2 separate regions of the Danio rerio genome follow, and region 1 is linked to region 2. A link is a contact called in public Hi-C data. All regions are on one chromosome and are shown on one strand. The core of a region is the stretch at or near the end of the contact, and the rest is flanking DNA. Distances in the headings are between cores, read along the strand shown. Region 1 holds the start of srpra (SRP receptor subunit alpha). Region 2 holds the start of bicra (BRD4 interacting chromatin remodeling complex associated protein).

The links. A called contact is a pair of places that touch in the nucleus more often than the background predicts.
Region 1: a Hi-C map of hematopoietic stem cells shows a contact between it and region 2, with 1.7 times the contacts expected there. The contact joins the promoter of srpra here to the promoter of bicra in region 2. A contact is called at or near these places in 2 of 18 Hi-C or Micro-C datasets (caudal fin and hematopoietic stem cells).

What each region holds. Positions count from the first base shown.
Region 1 is chr18:47,809,492-47,814,403 of GRCz12tu, forward strand. It overlaps srpra (SRP receptor subunit alpha), which reads right to left and starts at 1,907. Exons shown (of 14, transcript XM_692426.11): 1 at 1,634-1,907. The coding sequence starts at 1,756. It overlaps arfgap2 (ADP-ribosylation factor GTPase activating protein 2), which reads left to right and starts at 4,175. Exons shown (of 16, transcript NM_001037430.1): 1 at 4,175-4,262. The coding sequence starts at 4,191.
Region 2 is chr18:47,587,730-47,592,937 of GRCz12tu, forward strand. It overlaps bicra (BRD4 interacting chromatin remodeling complex associated protein), which reads left to right and starts at 3,387. Exons shown (of 13, transcript XM_073929601.1): 1 at 3,387-3,444; 2 at 4,967-5,012. The coding sequence starts at 4,972.

The sequences.
Region 1 (4,912 bases), core at 657-3,156, 220 kb after region 2:
TACTCAATAACAGTAGTTTGAATATTTTTAATTTGTTACTTTACACAATTGTAAGTTGACAACTTATGACATGGCTACTTTTGAAAACGTTGTCTAAAATTGCATACAAGTACGACTTCAAAATACATTAGCACTATTTAATTGAAATTTATTTAGAATTTGCAAACAATACTTTTATGACATGTTATTAAGAAGGTAAAGTTCCAAATATAAAAGCAAATTTACCTCGGCTCTCTCTCTAACACATGCACTGTAAAACCCAACAGTCAACTTTATCAAATGAAATGTGTAGTGAAAGTTAATTCTACTCATTTGAGAAGAGTTTTGAAGGTAATGAGTTAATTAAATATCGCATTACTTGAACTTAAATGGAGTAAGTTCACAGTACTCATACTCATTAGTTTAACTCAAATGGTTTGTAGCACTTGGTTTCCTCGAACAGTTTGAGTTTCCTTAACTTATTGGGTTTTACAGTACTCAATAGGTCTAAGTTCTCTTTATTTATCGGGTTTTTCAGTGCTCAAATTGCATTTACACAAGTGGATTAAGTTGACAGTACTCATTAGGATTAGTTTTAGAACTTAAATGGTTTGTTGCAATCCGTTTTCTCAAATGGTTTGAGCTACCTTAACTTTTTGGGTTTTACAGTGTGGCATCAATATTACGCACCTTACATAACTGTCAAACACACCCAATCCAAAACTCTGATTTAAATACCACACAATGCACATGTAGTTCAATATTAGTGCTGTTTTTTCATTTTTTATTTTAGGTCTGAAATAGCACGTGTGACAGTAAAACAACATTAGCACGGTTTAATTAGCTGTGAACAACGTTGTAACCTTACATTAATAGTCAATGGCTGCTAATATGATTTTCCTATTTAGAATTTGCAAATAATACTTTTATGAAATTATATTAAAAAGATAAAGATTCAAACATAAAACCAAATTTACCTCAGCTCTCTCCAACACATGGCATCAATATTACGCAATTCACGTTGCTGTCAAACATACCGAATTCAAAACTCTGAATTAAATGCCACCTAATGCACCTGTGGTTTAATATTATTAGTCTTGTTTTTTATCTACTAATTCACAATAAGCCACGTCAAACCCTTACAACTCAAACCATGTGTTAGTTGGACCAGACAAGCTGATGTATCAATAATAATCCGGCTGTGTGAATCTCTCTCTAACGCATCAATATTACGCAGCTCACGTCACTGTCAAACGCACCCAATGCAAAACTCCGATTTAAATGGCACCTGATCCACCTGTAGTTCAATATTAGTGTTGTTTTTATATCTTATCCCTCACAATAAGCCACATCAAACCCTCGCAACTCAAACCATGTGTTAGCTGGGCCAGACAAACTGACATATCAGTAATAATCCGGCTGTGTGAACAAGGTGTCGAGATTACGCAACTCACGTAACTGTCAAACGTACCCCATCTAAAACTCCGATTTAAATACCGCCCAATGCACCTGTAGTGTAATATTAGAGTTGTATTTGATCTCCTACTTTATAGTAAGTCACATTAAAACCTCACAACTCAAACCATGCGTTAGCTGGGCCGGATACATCAGTAATAATCCGGCGCAGGCCGCGGGGATCGGGGTTTTAACGTACCTGTAGGATGACGGAGCGGATGAGCGCGTTCACAGGCCCGGTAAAAGATTCAGTCACTCCGGCGCCCTGAAAACACCACAACACGATCCCCCCTTTACTGAAGATGGCGAAGAAGTCCAGCATCTTTGCCAGTCACCAATGAAGCCGACACCACGGGGAACAAAACAAACACCGTTCAACAAAAACCAAACGCGTATAAAAAATAAATATGTGCTCTGAAGTTGCCCTGCGCTGTCGTGAACGTGCGCAGCTCTGCTCGCCTGCAGTCAGAATCAACGCTCACGATCAGACACGTCAGTGGCTCATAGGGGAAGTGACGCAACTTCCCGTGGAAAAGACGCATGATCGGAGTTTGAAGTTTCTGATGTTTCTTTGATTTCTCATATTATACATTTGAGTTTATTATATATTCACTTCATTTTTAGATCTAGATTTTTTTATTCACTGAATCATTCTTAATGTATTTTTATTTATTTATACATGTTAATTTATTGTTTATGTATTTTTCTTACTTATTTAGCTTGTCTCTTATTTTTTCTTATTTCTTTCTTTTTTCTGAATGTAATTGCTATTGTTAAGTGCTATTTGTTAAGTAAGTTAAAGTAAGTAAGTTAAATTGTCTGTAGTGTATGTGTGTGAATGAGTGTATGGCTGTTTCCCAGTGCTGGGTTGCAGCTGTAAGCGCATCCGCTGTGTAAATTATGTGCTGGATAAGTTGGCGGTTCATTCCGCTGTGGCAACCTCAGATTAATAAAGGGACTAAGCTAAAGAGAAAATGAATGAATGAATAATAACAATAACTAAATAAATAACTTCTGATTAATTTAATACTTCTTTCTCCTTGATTTATTTTCTATTTTATTTTTTTGTCTTATTTATTGTATTTTTTTTCTATAAAATTTAACATTTTAAAATGATAGTGAAGTAGATTGGTGCATAAACTGCACAGACATTCCAAATGTGTGTGTGTTTTAATAATAGTTTATTTTTTTTAAACATACATTTTAAAAACAAATGGTTAAAAATCATGTTTTTGTCATAGTGTGTGTTTAATTTATGTTGTAGAAGAAACCATTAAAGAGGTGGTGGGGTGGCGCAGTGGGTAGCGATGTCGCCTTACTGCAAGAAAGTCTCTGGTTCATGCCCTGGCTGGATCAGTTGGCATGTCTGTGCAGAGTTTGCATGTTCTTCCCGTATTCGTGTGGGTTTCCTCCGGGTTTCCCCCACAAGTCCAAACACATGCGCTATAGGGGAATTGGGTATGCTAAATTATCTGGTGTGTGTGTGTGTATGTATGTGTATGTGTGTGTGTGTGTGTGTGTGTGTGTGTGTGTGTGTGTGTGTGTGTGTGTGTGTGTGTGTAAAAATGAGTGTGCATGAGCGTTTTCAGTGACGGCTGGATAAGTTAGTGGTTCAATCTGCTGTGGTGACCCCAGATTAATAAAGGGACTAAGTCGAAATGAAAATGAAGTGAAAAAAATTGATAAAGAAGCCATTTAACTTCTTAACACCTTATACTTTTGTAATTACATTCATTAGCATAGTTGGACATTGATGAAAGTTGTTAAAAAATCATTTTACAATTTACATTTTATTTTATAAAATTAAATTGAATAAATTTTTTTAATTAATGTTACTGTCATTTAAATACACAAATAAATAATTGATTTATGAACATTTTATTTATATATATTCAACAGAAATGGGTTTTATAAGTTATAACCTATTTGTTTTTATATATTCTGATTGAAAAATATTTATGTTTCTATGATTATAGTCAATTGTTCTAGTTAATATAGTTAATGTTTTAATCTTTATCATATATATATATATATATATATATATATATATATATATATATATATATATATATATATATATATATATATATATATATATATATATATATATATATATATATGTATATATAAATATATATATATATATATATATATATATATATATATATATATATATATATATATATATATATATATATATATATATATATATATATATGGATGTTTTGTTATACATTTAAATGTGTCTATACAATAATAAAAATCCAATAGGATGAAATATATCTCAAGTAAAACCCTTATGTCCCTTGTAAAAAAGAAGAGATAAGTAAAAAGGAAAATAATAAGCATGTGTTTCATCCCGCTCTATTTTCGACCATGTTGAAATGTATTTTTTGTTAAAGATTTTTAATGTATGAAATTTCTGTTTGAAAATGTATGAAATGTTCTGTATGAAAATAATAAATCAAATCAAAATCCAACCAATCAGGATTTGAAGTTGCTCTCTTAATTTAAAAAAAATATTTGCAAAAAACTCCTGCTCAACATAAAAAAACTATTTTTTTCTTATATTTATGTTTAATGAGCATAGTGCTATAAATTCAATTCAGTAACACGTGCAATGTCTCTTTACAAATTTATCTGCCAATTAGTTAATTTAATTTTCTCTTGCAGAGACTTTTAATTTTCATGAACGTCACTTCCGCCAGGTCTTTTATCTTCTGCGGTGTCTGTTTTCTCTCTGCTCAGTTGGCAAGATGGCGTCGGAACCGAACAAGACAGAAATTCACACCATTTTTAAACGTTTGCGCTCCATACCAACTAACAAGGTAAGCCGCAAGGTGTTATTGTAATCAATGTGGGTATGTTTTGGCAATCATTCTAGCCTATATAGAGACATCCATATGTGTGGTACTTGTGGGATTACGTGTCATTTGTTGGTCGCTAAGCCGGTGCTGATGGGCCCCTCACCCAACACGTCTTGTTTACTGTCAGCATCACACCTGACAAGCAAACATGTAACTAATAAACTGTTGAATGCTAATGACTGAGTATTACCTAGTTGGTAGGTTTTATTAAGTTGTCTTTAAGGAAATCAGCGGGTCTCGGCTTCACCGGTGAGTGTCTGTTATTTGAGAATGACGCAGTGGCGGTGGAAAATGACTCATCCTATAATAATGTTCCCCTATAATCATAATGTTGGTTCTTTAAAGTGTCCCAAACACGGATCATACTCGTAAAAGATGTAAATAAGATAAATGAATCACGATTTAATGTACATACACATTACAAAAGTCTCGAAACTTGGATTTACATTATATAAATATGGTTAGTTTGTATGTATTTGTTGATGTGTGTGTTTATATATACTCTAGTGAACTGTCAAGTGTAAGTGTAGTATAACATGTTTATTAATGACTTTAATATATTGTTGTTAAAAGTTGAGGTGAAGTTTTTATAGTCTGTTTTTATGAGCAGG
Region 2 (5,208 bases), core at 2,137-4,636:
TTTGTTAATTTATGTCTTGACATCTCATTTAGACAATAAAATCTAAATCAGTAATACTGCTTAGTATATTGAAGAAATTTATAGAGGATCCTGTTTTTGTTATTATTTTTGTCCTGTATGTAATTTTTATGTAATTTTATATTTTGTGCTTTGTTTTATACGTTATGACGAACGTGTTTATATGGTTTTATCTGACTGTACTTGTGTCATACTGCAATAATAAATAAATAGACAAACTTCCATTCAGACGTTATTATGGGAGTCGTGTAATTATGTATCAGCGCCATCTGCTGGACACTGTAGACAGCGACAGTCACACTAGTGTACTTTATTGCTAACAACTTTGAATAATAAGAGCGTTTATAGTTCACTTTCGATTTGAAATAGGTGTAATAACCGATTTATTGACAAAAAAAGGTCAATTATCGATTAATACGCTCCTCCGCTCGGTTATGACCATAGGCGGTTATGACAAGGCTAAACACAAGACTTCTCTACTGTAATGGATGCACATGCGCACAAATGAGATAAAGAGGAAGGAGTGGGTGGAGGTGGCGGATGAAAAGTGCGATATTTCTGTCACACCAGGCGGGCAGCAATGACATTAAAGCACTGGGGAACGATCGTGAATGTCCAGGCCACACCCAAACTACGCAATATACAAGCACAACTTTAAATGCGACCAATCAGTGGGGGTAAACAAGTCAAAGACCACGCCCCTCGTACGCTTCATAAAAAGGGGCTTTTTTATGAGGGGGCAAATGGTTAATTTTAGCCTTTATTACACAGAAGCCAATCCTCCACTGTAACGCTTGAGGTCGCACCACCCCTTATTTGTGATGTTTAGGACAGAGGGCCAATCACAGCCCCCAATGTTTCATCAAAACAGACTCCTTTGTCATAAAAACATCCGGACCCAAGGTGAAGCTGTACAGACAACCGCCTGTTTGTTATTGTGGAGGCCATCCTCGGACTTTATCTCACTGTTGTGGGGAAATGTACCTTATATAGAAGATAATCAGCATAAAATGAGAAAGATTTGTAAATAGTAAAATTCTGTATGAGAATTTTTAATGATATTGATAATAAAATGAGCAAAGCAAATTCATATTGGTGGTGTTTTTCATTTAAAATAAATTAGTTACACTATTTGTTTTGGCATATTTTAATAGGAATCGTAACTATATGTGATTAATTGACTAGTCTTCATTAATTAAAGTGAATAATGAAAGGAAAAGTATTGTTACCGTTCAAGCACATTTTAAAACTATAATTTTGCTGTGTACTTGTTATCTTAAGAATTGTAGTGTTTCATATAAATGTTTTTTAACATGTATGCTCAAAAGTTGAACTGTAGACAACGAAACTTGACAGTGTTAAACAATGTTTTAATTGAAAAAAAAAAAACGCAAGATTTTGATGTCATTTTAATTACATTTGCTTCATTGTTTTTTCAATTTTTGTTACGTGTACATTGTTATAATCCGAACAGACTGAAGAGAACATAGCTAGATGTCATGTATTTTTATTTAAAATAAATATTATAAATATTATAAATATAAATAAGAAAAATAATCATTTTAAAACTTCTTTTAACAAAATTAATTAGTTACTTTTTTGCTTTGGCATATTTTGATAGGAATTATAACCATAATCGACTAATCATCTTCATTAATCGAAGTGATGAATAAAAGGAAAAGTAGTGCTACAGTTCGCTCATTATACAAACATAATTTTGCAATGTTGTTATATTAAGCATTGTGTTTCGTATTAAATTTTTGAACGTGTATACTGAAAAGTTCAACTGTGGGCAACGAAACTTGACAGTGTTAAACAACATTTTAATTAAAAAAAGGCAAAGAGACGATTTTGATGGCATTTTCATGACATTTTTTTCCATTTTTGTTGTGTTTATTGTTATAATTCCTTCGAAAATACTGTTAAACCGAAGAGAACAAAGCTAGATGTAATTTACTTTCATTTAAAATTATTATCCTAAATAAGAAATGATTTTATTTAAGCAAAATAATCTCTTTTTTATTAATTAGTTGTGTTTTTTGTTTTGGCACATTATGATAGTAATTGTAACAATAACTAATCATCTAAATAATCAAAGTGAATAATAAGGAAAAGTAGTGTTACAGTTCAAGCCCATTGTATGTATATTCTTTTGCAGTTTACTTGTTATATTATACATTGTAGTGTTGTATATTAAATTAATTAGCATGCATACTCAAAACTGTAGACAACAAAAATTGACAGTGTTAAACAATATTTTAATTGAAAAAAGGTGAAGACAAGAATTTGATGTCATTTGAATTACATTTTTTCCCCATTTTTGTTACGTGTACATTGTTATAATCCGAACAGACCGAAGAGAACATAGCTAGATGTCATGTATTTTTATTTAAAATAAATATTATAAATTAGAAATGATTTTATTCTAAGCTAAATAATAATTTTAAAACCTTTTTAAAATAAAATTAATTAGTTACTTTTTTATTTTGGCATATTTTGATAGGAATCGTAATCGACTAATCAATTACTATTATGAAGTGAATAATGAAAGGAAAAGTAGTGCTACAGTTCAAGCACATTATATAAATATCATTTTGCTGTGTACTTGATATATTAAACATTTGTATTATATTTTGTAGTTTCATATTAAATTATTCTAAGTATATACTGAAGAGTTCAAATGTAAACAACAAAACTTGACAGTATTTAACTATAATTTAATTGAAAAAAGAAAAAAAATATTCTGATGCCCTTTTCCTTAAATTTTTGTTAAAGTGTTGTTATAATCCAAATAAAAATACTGTTAAACTGAAGAGAACAAAGCTAGATGCCATGTATTTTAATTTAAAATCACTATTATGAACAAACGCTTTCATTTAAGCAAATATACCCTTTTTTAATAAATTAGTTACCTTTTTATTTTGGATCAGATTCGTAAAAGGTTGTCTAAGCAACACATAATCAATAAAATGTAAAAAAGTAAATAAATAATCAGACAACCACTGATATAATCCTTGGTCATTATATAAGCATTACTTTCTAATTTGCTATTTATACACACACACACACACACACACACACACACACACACACACACACACACTACTTGTTCTGTGTTGTAATGTGGTTCATATGAAGGTTGAACTCCATTCCTTCATACTCAGTGTATCTACTCTACAGCTCATATACCACTTTAGTGTAGCACAATGTTCAACATTTATATTAAAACAACGTATAACGATGCACGATGCATGATACTGTACGTGCAGCCTCGATAATCAAAACAACGCTGTGGTTTGTTAATTAATCAGGCAATCGCGCCGGGCCTCTGTTTCCTGCTTGTGAGCGCTGTGCTTGGGTCCTGACTCGGAGCCCGTGCAGGGCCGTACTGGAGACCCCGCGCCGCCTGCACCTCTATCGTCTCGGGTGAGTTTGATACAATGTAGCAATTTCTCTATAATTCTCTATAACTATTGCAACGCTGCAACACTCGCATGCAGAGCTCAGCGTTTCCCGCGACGTACAACCGGCCAGTTGCATAGGTCGCTCAATAGGTTGATTTTACAGCGAATTCCCAAGCATACCCCCCTGATCCAAGAGTATTCCAACATAAACTCATATTTAGCAGGGATAAAGATAGGCTACGCAATCGCGACTATTAGAGCCCAAACGCCAAATATTCATCAATTATGTCAAGTGGCTCCAGCGAATGCGATTGTATGGCCTAAATACTACGTGTTTACAGTCAGTTATTGTCAGATTTGTGCGTATTGCGTCTGTAAACGCACATATTACAGCTAGGAAGCTAGCTAGCAACAGCTAACCAAATCAGCTGCAGAACGAGCGTGAAAAGGCGAATTAAAGGCGCTCCGTGCGGGTAAATCTGTATATTTGTTGAAAATAAAAGCCTCTGCTTTTAAAGGAGTGCAAAGAGCTGTTAAAGCTTTGCGAATTGTGAAAAATAACCGCCGTGTCCTGCAGGTCCGGAGTGTCCATTCATGTCTGTGGTGCTCTTCTGATGTGTGATGCTTTCAAAATGACATAAATCAGATGTCTGACAGGAGAAGCTTTCGCAGATATTTGTCAATGATGGTCGGTGTGATCTACACTGATACTGTTTTCCCCCCTAACAAACATTAGAGGCGTCCCCGCCTACCTCATCCTCATTTTGTGGTTTTGATTTGTTTAGATCGAGACTGTGATCTTGAGCACTGCAACGACTCTCCGAAGTCTGACTAATTCTTGAAAATAGGCGGTTGTGTGTCTGCAAATCGAGATATTTGACACCCTGTGGTATTTTTCTGTGTTTGAGAGAGTGTGAGGTGATGCGCGCGCTTTTTCCCTCACTTTCTCTGACGCTACACGACTGCACGAAAGTTCAGCTGATGCTTTCAATGGATACGGAAATGTTCACTCGTGTTAATTTGTGTAGTTTCTCTTGGAAGACTCACTATTTCAATATAAGTTTGTTCAATCATCCGAATATGTTGTCTAAAAACAAAATTTTGGGCCTAAATAGGATACACCAAAATGGGTACATAATTGGCTACACCAATTAGTAATTATTAATTGTAAGTATGTTATCAAAAGTGTTGTTTTTTTCTGTTTATTTGCTTTATTATTATTATTGTTTATACACAATTATCAATGTTGAAAGACTTACTTGCTAGCATAGTCTGATTTAATAATGTCATCATTATTTTTTTTGTTCAACAATATTGATTATATTTATTTACTCTGAAAATTGTAGCATTCAAAACTGCCAGGTAATTATATTTTTTGTGTTTGCGAATTTATTCTGTTTGTCTAAATATTAATTTCCTCTGAGTTAATCAACCCACATTTCACTACAAAGTGTAATGTTTGGATGTTTTATTCTGAAAACTCACCTATGTTGGCGGGGCTAATGCTTATGTACTTTTTTTATATTGATGTTTTTTAACTGTAGTTGACATGGATGATGAAGATGGCAGGTGCTTGCTAGATGTAATTTGGTAAGTTCAATATGTTACCTCAAAAATGTCAAATAACTGTTTATCTACTTGTTAAGTGTGACATCGCGCAAAGCGGCTTCCAGGTCCAAGTGCTATATCAAACTGTTTGGGGAGACTTATCAAATGATAATAATAAATGTTTACTAAGCAATGTAATACTTTCGAAAATCATGACCGCAATATATATGTCCATGGC